2 separate regions of the Triticum aestivum genome follow, and region 2 is linked to region 1. The links are chromatin contacts, called in public Hi-C maps. All regions are on one chromosome and are shown on one strand. The core of a region is the stretch at or near the end of the contact, and the rest is flanking DNA. Distances in the headings are between cores, read along the strand shown.

What was found. A called contact is a pair of places that touch in the nucleus more often than the background predicts.
Region 2: a contact with region 1 is called in a Hi-C map of leaf, with 4 times the contacts expected there. The contact joins the promoter of LOC123143751 here to the promoter of LOC123143749 in region 1. A contact is called at or near these places in 4 of 5 Hi-C or Micro-C datasets (leaf, root and an unstated tissue).

Annotation. Positions count from the first base shown.
Region 1 is chr6D:87,018,306-87,023,808 of IWGSC CS RefSeq v2.1, reverse strand. LOC123143749 (AIG2-like protein D) reads right to left here and starts at 1,737. Exons shown (of 5, transcript XM_044562723.1): 1 at 1,489-1,737; 2 at 1,309-1,381; 3 at 1,059-1,151; 4 at 724-804; 5 at 1-229. The coding sequence starts at 1,727. The coding sequence ends at 137.
Region 2 is chr6D:87,166,822-87,172,643 of IWGSC CS RefSeq v2.1, reverse strand. It overlaps LOC123143751 (L-arabinokinase), which reads left to right and starts at 1,687. Exons shown (of 28, transcript XM_044562724.1): 1 at 1,687-1,972; 2 at 2,072-2,248; 3 at 2,363-2,446; 4 at 2,580-2,656; 5 at 3,353-3,419; 6 at 3,706-3,763; 7 at 3,860-3,927; 8 at 4,007-4,069; 9 at 4,237-4,290; 10 at 4,376-4,478; 11 at 4,567-4,676; 12 at 4,791-4,910; 13 at 5,207-5,263; 14 at 5,432-5,601; 1 more. The coding sequence starts at 1,859.

The sequences.
Region 1 (5,503 bases), core at 488-2,987:
ATATGAAAACTATTTTTTTGCTAGGTTGATGGCAATCCGATGAATATCTTATTTACAATTCACATTAGAGCTGGTTGAACAAAGCACATACAATAAATTGGCGAATTAATCCTTCTGGAAGAATGATTGGCAAGCTTCAATCATGTGTCTCAGATTCAAGCTGTTCCAGTTCCTCCCTGAAATCTTGTGTCATTGTAATATAGTCCTTCAGATGCACTTTCTTCCATTCCTACAGATACCACATAGTATACAGGTCAGTGCTTGAATGGATACTACGGAAACATGTCCCAGAAAACCGAAGAGAGCAAGACATTGCCAAACAGCATATACCGCCACCGGTGAGCAGCACATAATGGCATACTCAGAACTTCATTAAATCAAGCACGTGCTTTTCTTAGAGCTAGTAAATTAGTGATGTTATTCTTCGTATCAGAATTCGTATCAGCTGAGCAAATGGAGACTGTTTAACAAATACTCCCTCCGTCCCATAATATAAGAACGTTTTTGACACTACACTAGTGTCAAAAACGTTCTTATATTATGGGACAGAGGGAGTAGTAGCATTATACGTGTAATTTAATAAACATAGTATGTTGCAACAGCTTTGCTTCTCATAGCATCACCAGATTGGTGCATGCGCTGAGTTCCATAGTGGCGGTGTTTGTTTGCCTTTCATTCACAATACAAAAAATGCTCAAGATTAGCATGAAGGGAAACACTCACATCAAAATCCCATTCCCCATAGAGGTCAGGATCATCCACATTCCCCCATATATATGCATAGGCGATCATATCCGCCGAATCCTGCAAACCCAAAGTACTCAATCCTGTTTGAACAGTCTAGCGAAGAATTGCTCTCTAAGATGCCAAAGAAAGGTGGTCTTTCATGTTAGAACAAAACCACTTGATAACAGTACTATCTGCGTGCCTCCAAACAATCATGAAAAAGGCTGTCAGGATAACTGATTTCAACTGAACATTCCACTGAATTTTGTGGTTCGGCATGAATCCGGCTACCATCGACTGGAGCAGAGACCTAGGCCGGCGAATGGACTTACGGCCAGCGAGATGCCAACAGTTTCCCTGACATACTCCTCATCCTCAAAGATGTCCAGCACATCGAGCTCCCTGTCAGTGATCCCCTGCCAAACCTGCAGCACAGACACAGGAACAGATTGTCACTCGTTCTGCACTTCAACCGTTCCATACTGACAGTACTCGCCATTTCTCACATCTTAACTTGCACTCGTCAGACTAAGAAAATTAACACCAAGCATACGCGATGTGTGTGTGTGGGATTGCGCGCACCTTCCCGGGGACTTTGCTGCCGTCGACGGGCAGGATCGCCGGGTAGACGCGGCCCCTGATGCTGAGCCTCTGGCTGCGAAAAAGGCAACGTGAGAAGAGCGACAGGGGGCGCAGAGGGAGAGGGAGAACACAGGACGAACACCGGGTGGAGTGGAGCGGAGGGCGCACGCGCGCACGTACTGGTTGGGGAGGAGCGCGGGGGAGGACGGCGGGACGCGGCCGAGGAGGACGCGCACGACCTCCTCCGCCATCAGGGTGCCGTAGACGAACACGCTGTGGGCGGCCGCGGCGGCGGGAGCCGGCGGAGGAGGCGACGCCATGCGGGGAGAGAGTAGCCGCCGGTGACAGCTGCGAAGAGGGGAGGGCGAAACAGAGGCCGAACGCTGCACGAAGATGCGTATCTGGTACTGTATCAGCATTCGTATGACAGGTGGGTCCAAATGACGTGGCCGGGCGAGCAGTTGGAGCGTGCTCACTACTGATGGGTCCCCTTGAGGGTGGCTCAGTCTAGACATTATTTTTTGGAAATGATAAATTCCGAACGTTCGGATTTTAAGCATGGCAGTTTGAATGTTTTTTATGACAACTTTAGTTCACACGAGGTTGGCAAACGTAATAATTTTGTAAAAAAATAATTAGAACAAAGTCGTCATGTCTTAACAACTAAAGTTGCCACCTTGCATCAACTAAAGTTGCCATGAAAAAACGTTCGGATGACATGCCTAAAATCCGAACGTTCGGGATTTATCAAGGTCCTTGTTTTTTAAAGGGTGACATTGTGTTTTATTTAAGGTTGCTGACCATGGATGTACAATCTCCGAATCGTGGGGATCTGTTTGAGTAAAACATCAACGAGGGACTCCCTCTTTGTTCTTTGATTCAAAGGATTTCTAAAACACGGAGATGTTGCAAAAACAAAGTGATCAAATGTTTCAATGGTGTGAGGTCAGTGAAAGAGGCATAGAACAAAAGGAGGCACCGTAACTTTTCAACAACATTGAAGTGGCATCGGCATCATGAGCATTGAGCCTATCGAGGAGTAAGCATCAACCACTGCAAAAAGAAAAGGATAAAATATCAAGCAAAGTCATCATCGTGGCTTCACATCACATCACATCATGCGTTTTCAATAATCTCCTTGAAAGAATTCAGAATTTACAGCCTATTCGATTTATAGCCTATGGAGCCTTGGCGATAGTATCTTGAACCACAACTAAGCTGCAGAGCTGCCTCGGGTGATAACTAAGGCCGAAATTGCTTGCCTTGGTTGGCTAGTATGCAGAAGAAAACATTGGAGTGCCCTCATTGGCTGGAAAAGACAAATCTAGACGACTATATTCATGCCACTTATCCTAGGATGACAAGACATGTCCCTGGTTACTAATGAACTAGTACTCTCTAAATGCGTTATGAAACTGAAGGAACTTGGTTTTTTTTTTATGGTTTCTGATGAATATATTTTTACTATGATTTCAATTTACCATATATTTATAAAAGTTGCGAAAGTACACCTGAGATGGAGGCCAGCTTGTTACTTGACTGATATGAACGCTCTGTATAATTTCAATCTAGTTATTTTATTTTTATTTAGGACAGTAAAATTGAGCCATTTTCCAGCCCTCCCATGTCCCGTATGCGTTTCTGACCATCTGTTTTCCTGATCTGGCCATCCAGGCCGTTAGATTTTTTTCTTTAGCAACTCCAGGCCGTTAGATTTGCTGTGCTGAACCGCATCTGCTAACTTGGGCCAAAAATTCTGGAGGGGCGCTTTTCCCGGGTACAATGGGCCTCTGTCCCTAGCCCATGTAGCTAGCAGGACTGGGGAACTGCTCGGTCGATCGTTAAAAAAAACAAAGAAAAAAAACAGGAGCGCCGCTTGGTCGCCTCGTCCATCGAGAGGACGACGGGATCGTTTGGCGAGGCGAGATGGCGAGTCGCAGGCGGAGAGGCTGGGCGGGCGAGGCGGGCGGCCGCCGGCAAAAGGGGGATCCAGATCCAGGAGGCGAGCCGGGCGAGGCCAGGTTGCTGCAGGTGGAGAGCGGAGGCAAGTCGAGCCAGATGACGCGGGCGATACGGCCCCTGCTTCTAACGCAGCGTATCCGATCTCCAATGGATAGCGACCGTTAATTATGTTCCAAAATTACTTATTTGTTGATCCGATCTTCCAGCATGCTCCAGGTTAAATTGATCTATGCAGATCTCTCTAAGTCAAATTGGTCTAGGCAGATGATTACCACCGCCAGGGTACCAATTCCAATTGTGACGGTGCTTGATCTTGGGAATGGCTGCCATGTAGAGAAAATGGGGAAATTAGCACAACATCGTTGGCTCCAAGCCAGACGCAGCTCACAATATTCTATTCTAGCTGATGCCTAATGCAAACGCAGTCTCTCAACTCTCGGATGAACCGCTGGGGAAGGTGCATGTGATGTGAGTGGTAATCCCCTATAATTCAGTCTGATATGCCAGCTCTTGGTTCATAGATGTTCATATCATAACTATTAGACTCAGTGATGGTGAGTTCACATACTGTTGACAGCTTGGGATGCAATATTGTAGTCGGTATTCAGAAAGCCAACTGCTATGACTGTCTTCATTTTCTGGTTTTTGAATTTGGATGTACCAACTGCTCTTTATGTCTTGTGTATCACAACAATGGCTAGCTTACACGATTGATTACCTGCTGACTTGTGCATACAAGTTTTTCACTTTACAGGTTTTCTTATTGAGAATACTTTTTTTTCAGGTTACTAATAAGTTCCTTTGAATGTACACACAGGAAAACCTCTTATACTCTCGCGTGTTTGGAGATGGAAGTCTCGGGCCCTGGCGACGCGCCCCCGCCCCCGGCGGGCGCTGCGGCCGGCGTTCCCCCCCCCCCCCTCCCCCTCCCCCGCCCGGCTTCCCCGCCTCCTGCGTCGCCTGCCTCCTCGCCGCTCCCGTCCTCCCTCAGAGGTGTTGCCGCGGATCCGTTGGGCGGACCTCGCCGAGGAGGACGACCCCCCCTGGCCGACTGCCCTGGCCCCTCCCGCCCCCCCGCCCCCCCGGTTCGTGCGTCGCCGACCAGCGTGGCCGCTGGCTCAGCCTCCCGTTGCGGAGGTTCTGCCTCCGGCTCGCGGCGGCGCGCCCAGAACCGGCTAATGAGCTCTGCTCGTCCGCCTCGGGGCCAAGGCGCAGCCTTGCGGGGCTCGGGAGGCCGCCGACGCCGCTCCTAGGGAGTGGCGGGCCGGTCTGACTTGGGTTCGGCTCGGTCCTCATGGCGGGCGTCCACGGCGTCCCCTCCTCGGCTGGCGCCGGCGACTCCCTCGGCTCTTCCCGCCTCCCCGCCCGCCGGCGTGATAGTGCCCCGCTGCTCCCCGTTCCGACCCTTCATCGCCGCGTTTGGCTCCTTTGCGCGTCAGTTCCGTCCTCTCTCCCTCCCTCGTCGCCCTTGGCCGGCGGCCTCGCCCCCCCTTGCCCCGGCGACGGTGGCGGCGGCGGCTCCTCCCTGCAAAGGGGAAACCCTTCCGCGCGGTGCCCCGCTCCCTGTCCTGGGCCGTGCCCCTTTGGGCTGCGAGGAGGTGGCCCGCTCGCGCCGGGTAGCTGGCCTGGCCCTTCGGGCTCATAGGCCTCTTCCCGGGCCGCGGCGGCTGGGCCTTCGATCCTTGGGCCGGCTCCGTGCCCTAAGCCCACTGAGCCCCCTCGATCGATCTGGCTACCCTACGGCCTGCCGCGCCCCTCGTCCCCCCACCCCGCCGCCACGGTCTCCCCCTCTCCCGAAGAGATCTCCAGTTCCTCACCATCCCCCGCCCCGCTACACCCGCCTCCTCGTCCTCCCTCGCCGGCGACCACCGGCCCGGATTCCTCCCTGTCCGCCTCCCTCTCCTGTCCGCTGGCTCCGCCCATGACGCGGGAGTGGGACGACGGCTAGGATCGCCGCAAGCGGCGCTACGACGACCGCCGCGACCCCCCTCGTCCCTCCCCGGACGCCGCCCGTCGCGAGGATGAGCTGCGGCGCGAGCTCCGGGACCGGGAGAGCCGCCGCTCGCAGGGCTTCGACGACCGCCGCGACCACCGCCGCTCCCCGAGCTGCTTCGATGGGCGTGCTCGGTCCCGCTCCCCTCCGTCGGCGGCGGGCGACTGGCGCTCCTCGCGGCGGCGCTCTCCTTCCCCGCCCCGACGTCGGGAGCGCAGCCCATCCCCTCCTCGGCCGACC
Region 2 (5,822 bases), core at 438-2,937, 150 kb before region 1:
TGATCCGCGCCCCCGACCGAAGTGGAGCTCCCTGCGTGTGGATCGGCATCGGGGATGCCTGGTCCTGACCAACGGTGGTTCCGCTATAACGTCGTCCGTGTCCGGATGCCTGTCCTAGGTCGTTATGCTGCACGTTGGTTGTGGTGGGTTCACCTTGGATGCCGGGGCGGCGGCCCTGGATGGTGAGGCTGCACGGGTGGCTCGGCGGCGGGCAGCGTGGCAGCGGTGGTGGCACCTTCTCTTGGCTATGCGGGTAGCAAGGGGAGGGGTGGCGGGTGGCCTTGGAGTTGTCGTAGCTTCGGCAATGGTGATCCCTTGGTCTGGATCTGGAGGCCTGGCGCGATTGGCCGCGACTTCCCTTCTTGGGGTGGGTCGGCAACCGTGAGTCCGCTGGTGGCACTTGTGTGGGTCCGAGCGAAAGCTCTGCGCTCCGGCGCCGGCAACGACGGCACCTACGGGTGTCGCTTCCCTCCTGGGGGTGTTGGTATGGGTCCCCTCTTGGACTCGACGACGGTGGCGCTCGGTGTCATCCCCTCTTGAGGGCGTCGTCGGTGGACCCTCGGTTCTTCTCGGTTGCAGATGGCTTATGGCGTCGGGTTTGCCTTCCCGCTGGCATAGTGCATCTTTGCCTCTGGCGAGGGGTGGCGTCGATGACCGTCTATCATTTAGACGTGTCCACGTGGTCTCCGTTCTCGGTCCTTGCCGTCTCTTGGCAGGAGCGGCGCTCCACGGCCCGGAGCGAGGGGGCCGGCTTGACGATGAGTCAGCCCTCTCCAGAGATGGCTCGGTGTTCGGATCCTCGTGACACGGTGGTTTCTCTTGGCGGCGCGGCTTCGATCCTCTTCAGTTGTCTTGGTTGTAGTGTGTTAGGGGTGGCCTCTCCTGTTCTTCATGTTTGGCGTTGGGTTTAGTTGCACTTGTGCCACTCACCCTGGGCCTTGTTTCTTTCATTCCGACCTGCTTGTATGAGGGTTTCCTCACCACCATGTATCGTTCGGCCGTTTGTGCCTTTATTTATAAAGGAGGGCGAAAGCCTATTTCGAGAAAAAAAGTCTTGGGCGACATGTTTGTCTTTTGACCAAGCGATTCAGCGCAAGGAGAAGGAGGAAGAAGATGAAAGACTTAGTGGCATGAACCAGGTTTACTATATATTCCAGGGCCTAGCCCACCAATTTTAATTTTAATTTTTTGCAAGAAAACTTCCGACTTATCCATCTCCAATCATGACAATAGAACGAGCATAGAAATAATAAAAATTACATCTAAATTCGTAGTACCTAGCGACGACTATAAAAACTGAAGCGAGCCAAAGACGACGATCTTAATTAACGGAGTCTCAGCCGTGCCTGAATCAGTGAATCCCCGGTACCATTTCGATTTCCTTTCTTTTATTACGATCGACGAATACACAAGTGTCCGTTGGGTGATAATGGGAGGGATATACGGGAATCATTGCCGCAGATAAACCCCTACCCTATCCTACTCTCCACGTCACTCCCATCATGGCTGAAATCAAAACTGAGATCGACTTCACAGTGCAGCGTTGCGTGCCCGTGACACGGACGAGTCCGTCACCCAAATCGCCGGAAGAGGATAAGCGATAGCGGCACAACAAACCGGGCACCAAAAGGGGACGGGCCGCGGGACTCGGATAGAACCAAACGTCCACGCCCCGGACTCTCGCTCACTCCCCCCCGTCCCGCGGGAGGAGGATGAGATAGCCCCACGACTTACTATAAGAAGGCCCGATCAGCCGACCCAGTCTCCCAGCAGTACACGCCAACACAGTGACACCACCGCAGTCACCGCCCGGAGCAGCAGAGAGTAGTATCGATCGCGCGCGGCCGCGGCGCGGAGGATGGTGGCCCGGGGAAGCGGCGCGGAGGAGGCGCCGCCGCCGACGCAGCAGCGCCTCGTCTTCGCCTACTACATCACCGGCCACGGCTTCGGCCACGCCACCCGCGCCCTCGAGGTACGCCTCTGTTTCCTCTCGGTCGGGGGTGACCGATGACGCGCGCGCCGTCCCCTGACCTGGGATTTTTATGATTTAATCCGTTCGATTCGCGCGCAGGTGGTGAGGCACCTGATCGGCGCGGGGCACGACGTGCACGTGGTCACCGCCGCGCCGGAGTTCGTCTTCACCACCGAGATCGACTCCCCCAGCCTCCACATCCGCAGGGTCCTGCTCGACTGCGGCGCCGTGCAGGCCGACGCGCTCACCGTCGACCGCCTCGCCTCCCTCGAGAAGGTCCCAATCCCAACCCCAAACCCCGACCCGACTGGCCGTGTCGTTTCTCTTTATTACTAACCCCGCCCCGCCTTGTGGTTGATTGACTGATCGTACGGTGGCCGCGGAATGCAGTACCATCAGACGGCCGTGGTGCCCCGCGAGGCGATACTCAGGACTGAAGTGGAGTGGCTCCACTCAATCAAGGCTGACTTAGTGGTACTTAAATTTTTTTCTCCTCTGGCGACTCCTGCCAGTTGATTTGTACTGTTATGTGATATCTGAAATCTCCATGAACGCTTGGCATGCAGCATCTGAATTCAGAGCTATGTTGTCTGTTGACCATGGGCAGGTTTCGGATGTTGTCCCGGTGGCGTGCAGGGCGGCTGCAGACGCTGGCATTCGCTCCGTGTGTGTCACGAATTTCAGGTGAGTTGTTCCTCTGCTTGCTTCGTTCCAAGTGTTGCAAATACCATGAGGCTGTACAAAACGACCGAGCCAGTTGTCATGTAGGTTGTACCCTAAGTATTTTAGGGAAACAGTGTTTACTTACTTATACTGTAACTGTAGTCAACTCAACTAATTTATGTCTATTTTCTGCTGCTAACATCTTGATGGCATGGCACATACATACTGATGTATTTTGTGTAACTTCTTTATGGTCTGTGCATAAATTGTTATCTGCTATATTTAAGCCACAAAATTCTGCAGCTCTGTGTAATGCTAACAATACCATATCCATATAGTTATAAAAAAACAATACCTTATAATTCAATTACTCCCTCCGTTCACAAATATAAGATGTTTTAACTTTTTTCTGAATCGGATGTATATAGACACGTTTTAGTGTGTTTGTTCACTTATTTCAGTCCGTATGTACTCCATATTGAAGTACTCCCTCCGTCCCAAAATTCTTGTCTTCAATTTTGTCTAGATACGAATGTATCTAACACTAAAACGTGACTAGATACATCCTGGGACAGATGTAATATTTGTTAACGGAGGGAGTAGCTTTTATCTGGAACTGACAGGCAGTATGCAAATAATTGTTTTTATAATTTTTTCATAGTCATCTTATTTGGGTTTCCATACAGAAATGCCCTGATCTTTATCTTCAATTTGCAGTTGGGACTTCATTTATGCAGAGTACGTTGTAGCAGCTGGAAATCATCATCGCTCAATTGTGTGGCAGGTGCCTTGCTTGCAGACTTAGTTCCTTATTGTAGCACTTGCTGGCATGCTAAATTCAAGTTTAAAAGTTTTCTACCTTTAGGATAAATCTTGTATATATGCTGGTTTGTTATTAAATGCAGTGTTAATTAGTTGGGTGGCACTAAGTTTTAAAAGCATCCTCCTTCCAGAGCTGAAATCGACATCTGTATTTTTCCTTAATATTGGCCATTCACAGTGTACATATGCAAGCTGCGATTTATTACGTTTGTTTAATAACCATGTACACCTGTTGACAATAACTGTAGATAGCAGAGGATTACTCACATTGTGAGTTCTTACTACGACTCCCTGGATACTGCCCTAGTATGTCCCCCTGTCTGAGTGATGATATTTCCAAAGATCTTAAATATTGACTTGCACTTCTCATGAATAAGAAGTGATTGATTTTATCTTCTACAGTGCCTGCTTTCCGTGATGTTATTGATGTGCCTCTTGTGGTGAGAAGATTACACAAATCTCGATCCGAGGTATGTATGATTCTGCTTGAGAATGTTACTCTATAATCCATATTATTTGTGTCTAACTTCTACAATTTTCATATATCAGGTGAGAAAGGAACTAGGGATTGCAGAGGATGTTAAGGTGGTCATTTTCAACTTTGGAGGACAGGTGGGCCATTAACTAAGCAGGACTTTTTTCTTATACGTGGATGCTTTACTTCATTTTAATAAATTAACTGATGACAGCTAATCACACATATCTGTTAAATTTTGATCTTTGTTTTTTATACTAGTTCAATATTAATGTCATTATGATGATACTACTCTATTCTCCAGCCGGCAGGATGGAAATTGAAGAAAGAGTGGTTGCCTGATGGTTGGCTTTGTTTGGTACAGTTTGTTTGACGACAATTTATATATTTCCTTTCAGTGCCTTGCCAACCTTTCTGACTAAAATTATGCTATTTTCTGACAGGTATGTGGTGCATCTGATACTCAAGAGCTTCCTCCAAATTATGTCAAGCTCGCAAAGGATGCGTACACACCTGATTTAATGGCAGCATCTGACTGCATGCTTGGTAAACACAATGTTATAAACATTGGTGTTATTTTCTCTGTTGTTCCTTTTCTTGCCCGACACATAACAATTGTGGCTCTCTCATGTAGGGAAAATTGGATATGGTACCGTGAGTGAGGCTTTGGCGTACAAGCTGCCATTTGTATTTGTTCGTAGAGATTATTTCAATGAAGAGCCTTTTCTGCGGAATATGCTTGAGGTTAAAACATCTCTGAGCATCACCTTACATAAATGGTATTTCAGGCTATATAAGACTGTCATTCAGGTACCATGACACGCTGTCTTGTATGCTCTTTTGTCCCTTAAAAAACAGCATTATCAATGTGGCATTGAGATGATACGGAGGGATTTACTTACTGGACATTGGAAACCTTATCTGCTACGTGCTTTAACACTTAAGCCCTGCTATGATCGTCCAATAAATGGTGGCGAGGTAATTTACTTTCCGCTCCCAGGTGCAATATTTGTGAATGTTATTTGCCAACTCAATTATAAATCATGTTGATGATTATATTTCCACAGAACAACCAGGGACAATTTGGTTTTAAATATAAGAAGCATTTAAATAGCTTGCAGAATCAGTTCTTCCAAAAAATCAGGAGGCAGCAACTTAATATCCCATTTCCTGTTTTCCTTAGAACAAGATATAACGTTTATGCAGTCCAGGCCACTTATTAGATTGCATTGCAAACCCTTTTATGCATTCTAAGCTTTTATTTCTTCGTTCAGGTGGCTGCACATATCCTCCAGGACACTGCTGTCGGGAAGAAGTATATTTCTGGCAAGGTGAGTGACTGTACATATAATAATGCTGACTATGATCATTGGGCTTATTTCACCTTCTGTTGTACCTTGATTTTTGCTGATTTGGAAATTTTAAACTATAAACTTTTGTTAACAAATTTCACATCTTTTGCCCTTATTTAATAAACTTGATTGATTGTACAATTATAGTTGAGCGGGGCAAGACGATTACGTGATGCCATAGTGCTAGGATACCAACTACAGAGGGCTCCGGGGAGAGATGTAGGAATTCCTGAATGGTATTCTCTCTCCGAGAAAGAAATCGGTGTTCGCCCAGCAGTAGCACCCGCGTCTCGTCGGATTAATGGAAGTGCAGGATCGTAAGTTCACATTTCCTTTCTTTTTCCTTCATATCATTTGCCGATTCTCCAAGAGTGTATGATGTTATGTTCCCATTTATATATCTTTACCTTTTGTCAGATCTTTTGAGGACTTCGAGATTCTCCATGGAGATATGCAAGGATTAACCGATACTATGGCTTTCCTGACAAGTTTATCTGGGCTTGTTGGAAACGATCCGAGGATCCCTGAGAAGCAATCC